3 separate regions of the Mus musculus genome follow, and regions 1 and 2 are each linked to region 3. The links are chromatin contacts, called in public Hi-C and promoter capture Hi-C maps. All regions are on one chromosome and are shown on one strand. Each heading gives the region's core, a stretch centred on a gene start, on an enhancer-like site or on the middle of the called end of the contact. The rest is flanking DNA. Distances are from core to core; before and after follow the strand shown.

Region 1 (3,653 bases), core at 313-2,812, 2.4 Mb before region 3:
AGCTCTGGGCCTTTTCAAGACCTGAGACCATCCTATGGCCTCAGGCACCACCACAGTTTGTCTTTTTTCCCAAGGTCCAGAGGAAACACAGTCTATCTTCTCTACTACCTCAGGTCCACCCACAGGAGGTGGTGTCTTCCCAGCTTGTCCCTGCCTACAAAGGATAGAGACTCTCTCACAACCGGCCCCTATTCCCCTAGCTGTGGGCAGTCCTGAGGCCTGGGGGAATGTCCTAGTATTGCCTCTCACCCAGGGTCCGGTGACACCACCTCGGCTGGTCTCTACCCAGGAAGCTCGCCCAGGAATACCCTTCTCGATCGGCCCCTCTCCCACGGGAACGGGATGGAGCTCCACTCTGCTTCCTTCCCAGCATCCCGACGCTACCCTCATAGCCTGCACCTTCAACCACAGTTCCAGGATGCTCTCATGGCCAAGTGTTCCTGGACGACCTTTTCTCTCACAGCTTGGAGAGCTCCTATTGTCTAGCTCCTCCTCCCCAGATACAGTCACCCACACAGACCCAGCAGGCCCAACCACCTCGGGCTCGCCCACAGTCCCGTTCACCCACACTGTCCTGGGGTCCATTGCTGCCTCAACCGAGCCTGCAGTCCCAGGTATCCCAAAGGCCCTGTTCACCCTAGCGGGGACTGCGGGCTCCGCAGTCCTCTTCTCTAAAGGCTGCTGACCATTCTGTAGCCACCCTATGTTTGCACAGAGCATCCGCCGCACTGAAGATCTCACCCGGCGCCTTACTCCATAGCCTCGGGATAACCCTGCACCCCACCTCCTCGCCCACAGAGGCCGAACACCCCGACGCAACCTGCGGGCCCTCATGCAATGAGCCGGCATCTTCGCTGCCAGTGTACACCTGCGTAGCCCGGGCAAGGGCCCCCGTGCCGGCGTCGCAGCTCCTGGACAATTCCTTTCCCCAATGCAACCTCAGACACGCTCTCTTTGCATCTGTTCCCCCGCACACGCACTCACAACACTCGGATCCAGTCCTCGCTGCCTTTCTGCCTCCCAGCTCTCTCCAAACCCCCGCCCGATCCCGGACGCCGCCCCCGGCCCCGGCCCCCCTAAAGTCTGACAAATAGAAAGGTAATAGGAGGGGCGGAGCTGCAAGGCAAGCCTGGGGCGAGGTCTCTCACTGTCTCTCTGTCTAATGCAGTTTCCCAGAATTCCCCCAGCTCCGGCCCAAGCCCACCTGGTTTGGGCGCGGCGCGGCCACCAAGAGATCGTAAGGCGACCCCACGCTAGGCCTCGCTTCCGGCCTCTCGCCCAGTCGTCATGGCAACAGGCGCGCGGCTGTTTGGGAGCCGTTGATCTTCCTGAGCCATTTGAGGATCAAGGTGTTGTACCGCGACGGGCTTTGCCGTCACTGTCCATGAAGCCAGGGTGGGGACCAGACCAGGTCAGGCGTCTAGTTGTCTGAGGGAAACTGGCGCCAAAAAGAAACTCCAGCAGACCAAAAGGACGGCCCTAAGGAGTTATGGCTATTCAAGGCTCCCGTAGCACCACTCTGCTGCGGCGGCCCCGCCCACCCGGAACCTTGTCCACGCCTTACTTGGGCCCCGCCTTGGGGGCGCAGGACCCTAGGGCTCCTCCCGTGCTCCTCTCCGCACTGTTGTACCCATGGCCACCTTCGAGGAGGTGAGCGTGCTGGGCTTCGAGGAGTTCGACAAGGCAGTGAAGGAGCATGAGGGCAAGACCATTTTCGCCTACTTCAGCGGTTCTAAGGATACCGAAGGGAAGAGCTGGTGTCCGGACTGCGTGGAAGGTGAGGCTGGGACCAGGACTGGGGGTTGCTGCGCCACAGCAGTGCTAGGAAGAAGGCCCCTGCTGAAGTCAGAAAGTGGGATGAGATGAGGATCTTGGTCCTGCAGACCCGCAGAAGCGCCTGAGCTGTACCCCGTCTCTCGTTAGGCCCTTACTGCCCCACCCAAGGATGACCCTCATTTTTATCATGGATTCGGATCTTGGAACCAGGTTCTTTAAAATTCTCAGTTCCCCAAACGATTAGTGTCTCATAAAAAAAAAAAAGACCAGACTCAGGAGTTGATCTTTCCGTCATCATATATGTATGCTGAGTTTTCTGATTGTGTCTTAAAGACAATCAGGACTAGGACTTAAGTGATTCACGAGTCCAGAGGACACGCGACTTTAACATCCTATCTTACAACCGGTTAAAGTCTAAGACTGGGGACGGGAGGGCGTGGGCTATCGCAGTTGATGTGTAATTACTTTTTAACTCTTTTAAAAAGCTGAGCCAGTCATTCGAGAGGGGCTGAAGCATGTTACCGAAGACTGTGTGTTCATCTACTGCCAAGTAGGAGACAAACCTTAGTAAGTCATGTATACCGTATCTCCAGACATGGACTATATTATTAAAAAGCTGGGTAAAAAGGACCTCAGATAATTGGTCAGGCTCTGTGTTTTAGGTATTGTCTGATAAGCTAAACAATTAGAATTACTGAATTCATATTTACAGTTTATGTTCAACCACATATCATCATTAATGAATTGGGTCTGGAATAAGTTCAGAACTCTATTGACTTTACATTTGTTTTATCTTAGCCACACTTTAAACTTTGCAGAAAGTGACACATAAGTTACAGTTCTCAAAATGTTTAAAGGTTAACAAAAGCAGTGGTTACAAGTATATTATATATAAGTCAACTGTTGAGTAAACTGTAATGAACCAAGTAGTATTTTTCATTATCTGTTTCATTTTGGAACAGCTGGAAAGACCCAAATAATGACTTCAGACAAAAACTGAAAATAACCGCAGTGCCTACACTACTTAAATATGGAACAGTAAGTGTCTACCTTTATGTTTGTAGCTATAATGTAGTTAAAACTCAAGTTGTTTTTTGAGTCAAGTTTGAAAAGATCTTGACCTTTGATTTCCAACATCACATTGTTGTTCAGAGTGCATCAGAAACACACAAGTTGGTGTCCATTCCTCTGCCAATCCTGACAAACTATTAATAATGCAGATATTAGTGTCTGGGGTGTATTTTTAAGCCACTTTTAAGATTCTGTCTTCAGAAGAAAGTTGACTCATTTCTGAAAGCACCTTTGTCAATGTTTTCTAAACCCACTTTTCAGGCTTAAAAGGGCTCTCCCTCTATTTCAGCCCTGCCCCTAGAATCCTAAATTAAAGAGTTGAGGGAAAGAGATGGCACCAGGCATGCTGTCTCTTGTTTTCAGCCTATGGGGCTTCCTAGTGTGGAAATACAAGGCCTCTCAGGCCAAGTGTTTTAATGATTCATCTTGACACAAGCATCCTAACTATTTAATAAAGCTTGTTATAACTAGCTGATGGCATAATTTGTGTTCAAAAACTTGTCATTCAAAGTAGAATTCACTCCACCCCTAGTAATATTCATAGCAACAGTGAAAACTTAACCATTCTTTTTACAGCCTCAAAAACTTGTGGAGTCTGAGTGCTGTCAATCCAGCCTTGTGGAGATGATCTTCTCTGAAGATTAAGATTTGATGACCTTGCCGGACTGTGGTGGCACATGCCTTTAGTCCCAGCACTCGGGAGACAGAGGCAGCTGGATCTCTTTGAGTTTGAGGCTACCTGGTCTACAAGTTGAGTTCAAGGACAGCCAGAGCTACAGAGTAAAACCCTGTCTGGAAAAACCAAA
Region 2 (3,517 bases), core at 61-2,560, 2.1 Mb before region 3:
AGTAAGTGATCTGCAGCCTCTCCTGAATGGTCCCAAGCCAGAACAGGGCACAATGTGTGTGGGGGCAGCGGTGTGAGTGGGTGGATGGGACTGTGCTCTGCAGCAAAGGCGTTGGGTTCAGGATGGAGCTGCAGGCAAGGTTACGGAGGGCAGAGCAGCCCTCTACATCAGTTATTAGAGTGCTTATCCAGCATGCACAAAGACCCTGGGTTCAATCCCTAGAACTTCATAAAGCATTGTGGTGGCAAGCCTGTAATCCCGGCCCTAAGAAGGTGAAGGCAAGCATATCAGCAGTTCATGATTATTCTCAGTTACATAGCGAGTTTGAATCTAGCCTGAGCTCCATGAGGCCCTGCCTCAAAAAAGAAATGAAGGCTGACAAGATGGCTTAGCCTGTGAAGGCGCTTGCTGAACAAGCTTGGAAACCTTAGTTCAATATCTGAAGCTCAAATAAAAGTGAAGGAGCATGCACACACAGGCACACACACATACACACACATGTGTGCACGCACATGCATACACACTCTGTCTTTTTAAAGAAAGGGCTGAATATAAACTGATGAAGGAATGAATGGGTGACTAGATGAGAAAAGACAAGTGGAGCCCAGACACAAAGGAGTGCGTAAGTGAGAGACAGAACACAGAAGCAGGTTGTACCCTGTTTCCAATAAGAAGAAAGGCAAACTGTGCAAGGTAGGCCAGCAGCCGGCTGCCCCAGAAACAGTGCAGGCAGAGCCATTCTCACTTGGGAGCTTGGCCAAGCTGCTCTGCCCTCCGTAACCTTGCCTGCAGCTCCATCCTGAACGCAAGCAACGCCTTTGCTGCAGAGCACAGTCCCATCTACCCACTAACACCCCTGTCCCCACACACATTGTGCCCTGTTCTGGCTTGGAACCATTCAGGAGAGGCTGCAGACCACTTGCTGGGGTGAAACCACCAGAGCTGTGCTCCTAGAGAGGTACGAGGGCTTGGAAGAAGAAGGCCACCAAGGATACACAGTTGTGGGCTTTTAGAAGGGGGGTATCTGAAGATACTGCCCCACGCTACCCCTCCCATGCTCACCTGGGATGATGAACCAGTTCATGTAATTCAGAAGGTTGATGTAACAGAGAACAGCTGCAGCCAAGTAAGCTCTCCAGCGGGGCAGGCTCCAGGGGACGGGTGTGGAGGGAGGCAGACACGTACCTGAAGCCAAGGCCCCATACTGCCCACCTTGGCTCAGGCTCTGGCTCTGTGGCCCTCCTGTCTGAGGTTTGAGACACTCTGTGGACATCCCCTCAGCAGTGCTAACTGCAACTTCTCTGTCAGAACGGGTGCCGAACAAAGCTACATCAGCTTGCCACCAAGTCACTTCCTGTGGGCTCCCAGCCTCTCAACCTCAACAGGCTGCCCCTTTAACTGCCAGACACCTTATCATCGCAGGTTCCTGCTGAGCACAGCGCAGCCACACTGGTGGGATTTCATCACTCTAGGCCTCTTAGCCCTGCTGGGGTAAGACGCCATGCACTGGTGATTGGATAACTCTGTGGTCCCTCAATCTAGCCTATGGCTGCAGCAGGGGCAGTGAGGAAGAGACGCTCCTAGGACAGGAAATGAGAGGAGTGTCCCCAAGCCTTGCTCACTGCAAACTGCCCTGCCTGTGCAGAAGATGGGCCGTTAGCACAGCCATGAACCAGGTTAGATACAGGAGGGTAGGTGTTGACCAGGATGGTAAGGAAATTGCACAGAGGAACAAGATAACAGAGATATCTGAAGACATAGAGACAAGCTTATGTAAAACTAACCCATGGGGGCTGGCAAGATGGCTCAGCCTGTGAAAGTACCTGCCACCAGGCCTGCTTGACATATGTTTGATCCCCAGAGCCCATATGGTGGAAGGGGAGAACTGCACAAAGTTGTCTTCTGACCTCCAAACATAACATACACCAAGGCACACAAGTGCACGTGCAGGTACAGGAGTACTCTCTGCTCTGTCTCTGTCTGTCTGTCTGTCTGTCTGTCTGTCTGTCTCTGTCTCTCTCTCTCTCTCACACACACACACACACTTTCACTCACATCCATACAGACACAGAATAAATAAATTTTATCAACAAGGAATAAGTCTAGGGAGATGTTCTCAGGGGAGCTGTAGAAATTGATTGCCAGTTGCAAGGGTAGAAAAAGTACAAATACACAAAGCCATCAGTGATGGCCCACACCTGTAATTCCAGCACTTGGGAGGTGGAGCTAAGACTATCAGGAGTTCAAGTTCACCATCCCTAGCTACATGGTGAGTTTAAAGCCAGCCTGGGCTACATGAGACCCTATCTCAAAACAAAACAACATTAAAAAAGAGTAACCATACAGGCCAATGAGATGGCTCAGCAGGTAAAGGCACTTGCTGTGTAAGGCTGACAGCCCAAGTTCAATCCCAATCCCAGGTAAAGATGGAAACTAACTCCACAAAGTTGTCCTCTGATCTCTATACATGTGTCATGGTACATGTGTCTCCACACACATCATGCACACGCACACAATATATTTTAAAAGTATTTAACAGCCAGGCATAATGGTCCATGCCCTTAATTCCATTTAATTCCAGCACTTGGAAACATAGGCAGGCAACTGTCTGTGGCCAGCCTGATCATGATCCACAGACAGAGAGGTCCAAGTCAGTCCAGTCTATGTAGTGAGAAGACACTGTCTCAGAGCCAGGGGTGGGGGCTGGAGGGTGCTGTGGGGTGTTGGGCAGAGATCTGACAGTTATGTGCAACCACCGCCTTTGCCTGGCATCTGTACCGAAGGGGAAATGCACAGTGCCAGATGCCAGATGAATGGATAAAATTAGAGTACAGAAAGTAGATCAGGAAAAAACTTCACAGCTGTCCGATGCGCTCAGGTGCCAAGCATTAGTTATGTAAACAAATGCCCTTGATCTGAAGTGTCTGCGGGCTGCAGTGTCTACGATTTACTCTTTCAAGTGGTGCTGGAAAACATTAATAGATCCTAGAGTTAGTAAGCAAACAGGGGTGAAGGTTGAGGCACAGAAAGATGGCTCAGTGGGGTTAAGGGTGATTGCCACCAAGGCTGACTACCTGAGTTTAATTCCTGGGAACAACAAGATAGAAGCAGAGAACTGACTCCTGAAAGTTGTCTTCTGACCTCCACATGCATACACACGAAAATAATAAAAATAAAATACAAGCATGTAAAAATGTCAAGTAAAGCAAATGAGGCAAAACATTAGCAATAGATGAACCTAAGGCAAAAGTTAGATGGTGTTTCTGGTCTTATACTGTAATCTTTCTGTACGTTAAAATGATTTCTAAGTAAAAGTTAAGTCAGAAAATGACAACCCGGCTTTAAAATGTACAAAGCACTTGAGTAGATGCTTCTCTACAGATACACAAATGACCAACAAGCTTGTGAAAGGCTATGCAACATTACTTAGAGAAACGCAAGGCCAAACCACTAGGAGATACCACCTCACACCCACTGAGCCACGGCAATAAAGAGAGGAAATGACTGGTGTGGGCCA
Region 3 (3,335 bases), core at 589-3,088:
CACACACACACACACACACACACACACACACAATAAAAATGTAGTAAAGGCAAGAACACACAAACATGTATCTACACACAGCAAAACACCTGAGATTCAGCAAGATGATAGTGATTTGCTCAAGTTCACTACAAGAGACAGGTACGGGTTCCTAGGGACTGACTTCCAGTCCACTTCGATGTCAGGTCCACACACACCTTGCTTGCCTGCCTTTTGTTTGTTTGTTTGTTTGTCTGTTTGTTTGTTGTGTGTTTTCTTGAGACTGGGTCTAGCCAGGAAGCCCAGGCTAACCTTAAACCCTTTATATTCTCTCCTTGCCTTCTGAGTGCTGGGATGACGGATGGAAACACTGAGCCAGGTTCCTGCTGCCTGATTTCTATGTGCACCCAGCAATAAGGTCTTGGTCATTCTTCCAACTTCCTTGTGCAATAGCCTGAAATCACTTCTCCTTAGTCCTGCTCAGTTCTCCTTTGCCCTCACATAACAGTCAAGAGGATCTTTCTGACACATACATTTCTCTCCTCCCTCTCCCTTCAATGGAGGGTTCCTTCTTCTTTTGGCTTCAGTTCTCATCATCACATGTGCTCTAGGGGCAAACTGAACTTCCTATGTATTCTATTCTGACAGTGTGTTACTATGTAGCCCAAGCTGGTCTCCAAATTCAGGTCCTCCAGCCTTTACCTATCAAGAACTGGGATTGCAGGCCCTTGTGGTCACACTAGATCTCTAAAAGGAAAGCAGATTTAACTTTCCTTTGCAATGTATACAAGGGTGTATGTAGACCGCTCCCATCTCAGCCTCAGATTGCCAGGGTCCATTAAATCCTAGCAAGTGTAAAGACTGTGTTTAGTGTTTCACAAAGGGCTTTTCCACCTGTGCATGGAAGGCTTACCCTGTCCCCTCTCTGCCTGAACATAACTGTCTGGATAGACCTGGTTTCAATATCACCTGAGACTAGGGTTGTCTCTCAGCAGTAGACACCTTTACCATGCCAGAGGTCCTGAATTTAATACTCAGTAGGGCACACACAAGAAAAGTACCCCCCCTCCCCCAGCAATCATGGACCTCACTCCTTATTCCCCACCCAACCAAAAGAACTGAAAAATAGATAACAACTATAGTAAGGATCTATTTATTGGTCTAAATCTGAACTTGTTCTGTGACTTTGGCCCTCATTGTCCTTCACTGTAAACCAAGATAGTGGCCTGGAAGTGAGTGAGTGTGTGTGTGTTTTACACAGATAGGGGAGGAGCCCATGGTGCTGAGTCCAAGTTTTCATAGTCTGTTTCTGACACTTTATGCATATTTGCAACCTGCACACCTTCCTCAATAATCCACACTTGATCTTAGCCAAAAGGCCTAGAAGCGATCTTCCTCAATAATCCAAATACACTCTAGACCCTTCCCTTCAGTAGGAAAGAGCCCACTCGGTGAGGAGGATACAGAGGGTCGTGATAACAAAGCTGCTTTAGAACGACGCGGTCTTTTGGCAGATGCTCAATAAGAAGCAGAGGGTCATTGGGGGAGGGGGAATAGGGAGCGAAGGCAGTCCTAGACAAGTCTCCACCCAAGGTCACGGCGCCCGCCCAACGGGCGGCGAACCTAGGAAACGTCTCCCGGAAGCCCCGCCTCACCAGGGGGCCGAGGCCTCTCCCCTTTGAGCCCGGACGCGTTGCCTTTAAGGCTTTGAAAGAGTCACTGAATCTGTGAACTGACTACGGAGTGCTCGGTGTTTTGTCCCTCGTCGTCTGCCGTGGGCAGGCCGGGCGCGAGGGCGGGGTAGGGGAGCGGCGGCGGGGTCAAAGGCTAAAGCGCGCACCACGTGGGCCGGTGACTCCGTCCTTCCCGCAGCGGCCGTGGCGCGCAGGGCACTTGGGTTAGTGGCGCGGCGTGCGGCGCGGACAGGCGAGCCGGACGCCTGCTCCCGCCATGGTCATCAAGACGGACGAGTTGCCGGCGGCCGCCCCGGCCGACAGCGCCCGGGAGCACGGCTCGCAGGCCGGCGGCAAGGGGCGGCCGAACGCGGCTGGTGAGTGAGTGGGCCGGGGGCAGGGACAGCTGGGCTAGAGCCCGGGCCGAGTCCGGCCGGAGGGCTCGGGACTCGGTGGGAACAACCGTCTTCCCTCCGCGTCAGTGTGGGCGGTGCACTGGGCCGCCCCCGCCCTGAAGGTCACCTTCAGTGGCACCCCCGGCTACGGCCTGGACTTCGCACGTGGGGACCGTGGAAGGGCATCCACGGCGGACACACTCGCGCAAGATCGCGGGGACACGTGCGCGCACACGCGGTTTGGTTTCAGGGTGCGCCGCCGCCGCAGACCGATGGAATCGGCGGCCCCACCCCCTCCGCGCCCCTGCTTGGGGAGCTCTTGGGGCTGGGGGCAGTGACACTTGCGGCCCTGCCACCTTCTGGTTCTCTTGTCCTAGACGTTCCTGTGCGGCAGAGCTGCAGCACTGTGAGTGAGGCTCAGTTTGGAGCTGCCCAAACTTGGACTATGGGAAGAGCGCAAGTTGGGGTGTGTGTGTGTGTGTGTTATTGGGGTGGGTTGTCTCTGGTACATTCTTAGAGACAAGGGCTTAACCCCAAGTCATCAGGCTGTGGTCTCAATTCTTTTAGTTACTGGCCTCCACTTGATCAGGGGTTTGGGGTCCTGCCTGTGTGTGGGCAAAGCCTAGCTGTTTGTCAGGGGGAGGTGTTTGTGCCTGAACTTGATCATTAACCTGCCTTATTGCGAAAAGTGGGTCAGACTAGAGCTGCTGTTTTTTTAAGGCAAAGGTCATTAGTGTGGAGTGGAGCGCCCAGCTCTCCCCCGTGGGGGCTGTGTGGTGGTGGCTTTGGGAGTGGCAGAGGCTTGTCTAGGGGTGGGGCCTACTTCTCTTGTACTTAGCCTGTGCCCTTTCTGTTAGTTTTTTACCAAGTCTCAGGCTCCAGCCTTGAAACTGGAAACCCCTTCCTAGGGCCTCCTCACTTTTCCTCAGAGCCAGCCTGGTCCTTTCTACCCAGGATGCCAGTGAGTGCAGACCCTCTTTATCTCTCTTTTCCTCAGCTCATCTCCTTATTCTTCCCAGCTCCGGTGAGCAGACTAAGGCTAACACGGGAGTAAGGATGGCCCTAATGGGCCTAGCACTTGCTAGACTGTTATCCATCACAGTGGACTTACCTTGCCCAAGACAAGGCCTGAGTTGTACCCAAGCACAAGAAGTGCTGAAAAATGTCGTGGCTCTGAATCCATGGGCAGGCTGGGTAAGAGAAGGTTAGAGCTGCCTGTTTCCCCTCCATCAAAGAGATCTGAAGAGATATGAAGCAGCTTGTCCAAGGTCATAGTGATTTCATTGTC

Evidence for each region. Promoter capture Hi-C pulls out the DNA fragments that hold promoters and counts their contacts. A called contact is a pair of places that touch in the nucleus more often than the background predicts.
Region 1: a Hi-C map of B cells shows a contact between it and region 3, with 6 read pairs. The contact joins the promoter of Txndc17 here to the promoter of Cluh in region 3. A contact is called at or near these places in 1 of 39 promoter capture datasets (hippocampal neurons), 1 of 484 Hi-C or Micro-C datasets (B cells), 2 of 115 datasets of contacts at active chromatin or transcription factors (large pre-B cells and stem cell-derived neural progenitor cells) and 2 of 9 other capture datasets (adipose tissue and liver).
Region 2: a promoter capture Hi-C map of liver shows a contact between it and region 3, with 6 times the contacts expected there. The contact joins the promoter of Spns3 here to the promoter of Cluh in region 3. A contact is called at or near these places in 2 of 39 promoter capture datasets (both in liver).

What each region holds. Positions count from the first base shown.
Region 1 is chr11:72,205,992-72,209,644 of GRCm38.p6, forward strand. Txndc17 (thioredoxin domain containing 17) reads left to right here and starts at 1,563. Exons shown (of 4, transcript NM_026559.3): 1 at 1,563-1,777; 2 at 2,262-2,343; 3 at 2,739-2,814; 4 at 3,424-3,653. The coding sequence starts at 1,633. The coding sequence ends at 3,492. It overlaps 4933427D14Rik (RIKEN cDNA 4933427D14 gene), which reads right to left and starts at 1,491. Exons shown (of 19, transcript NM_001361564.1): 1 at 1,205-1,491.
Region 2 is chr11:72,548,936-72,552,452 of GRCm38.p6, forward strand. It overlaps Spns3 (spinster homolog 3), which reads right to left and starts at 1,311. Exons shown (of 12, transcript NM_029932.3): 1 at 1,063-1,311. The coding sequence starts at 1,273.
Region 3 is chr11:74,647,666-74,651,000 of GRCm38.p6, forward strand. Cluh (clustered mitochondria (cluA/CLU1) homolog) reads left to right here and starts at 1,839. Exons shown (of 26, transcript NM_001081158.3): 1 at 1,839-2,029. The coding sequence starts at 1,930.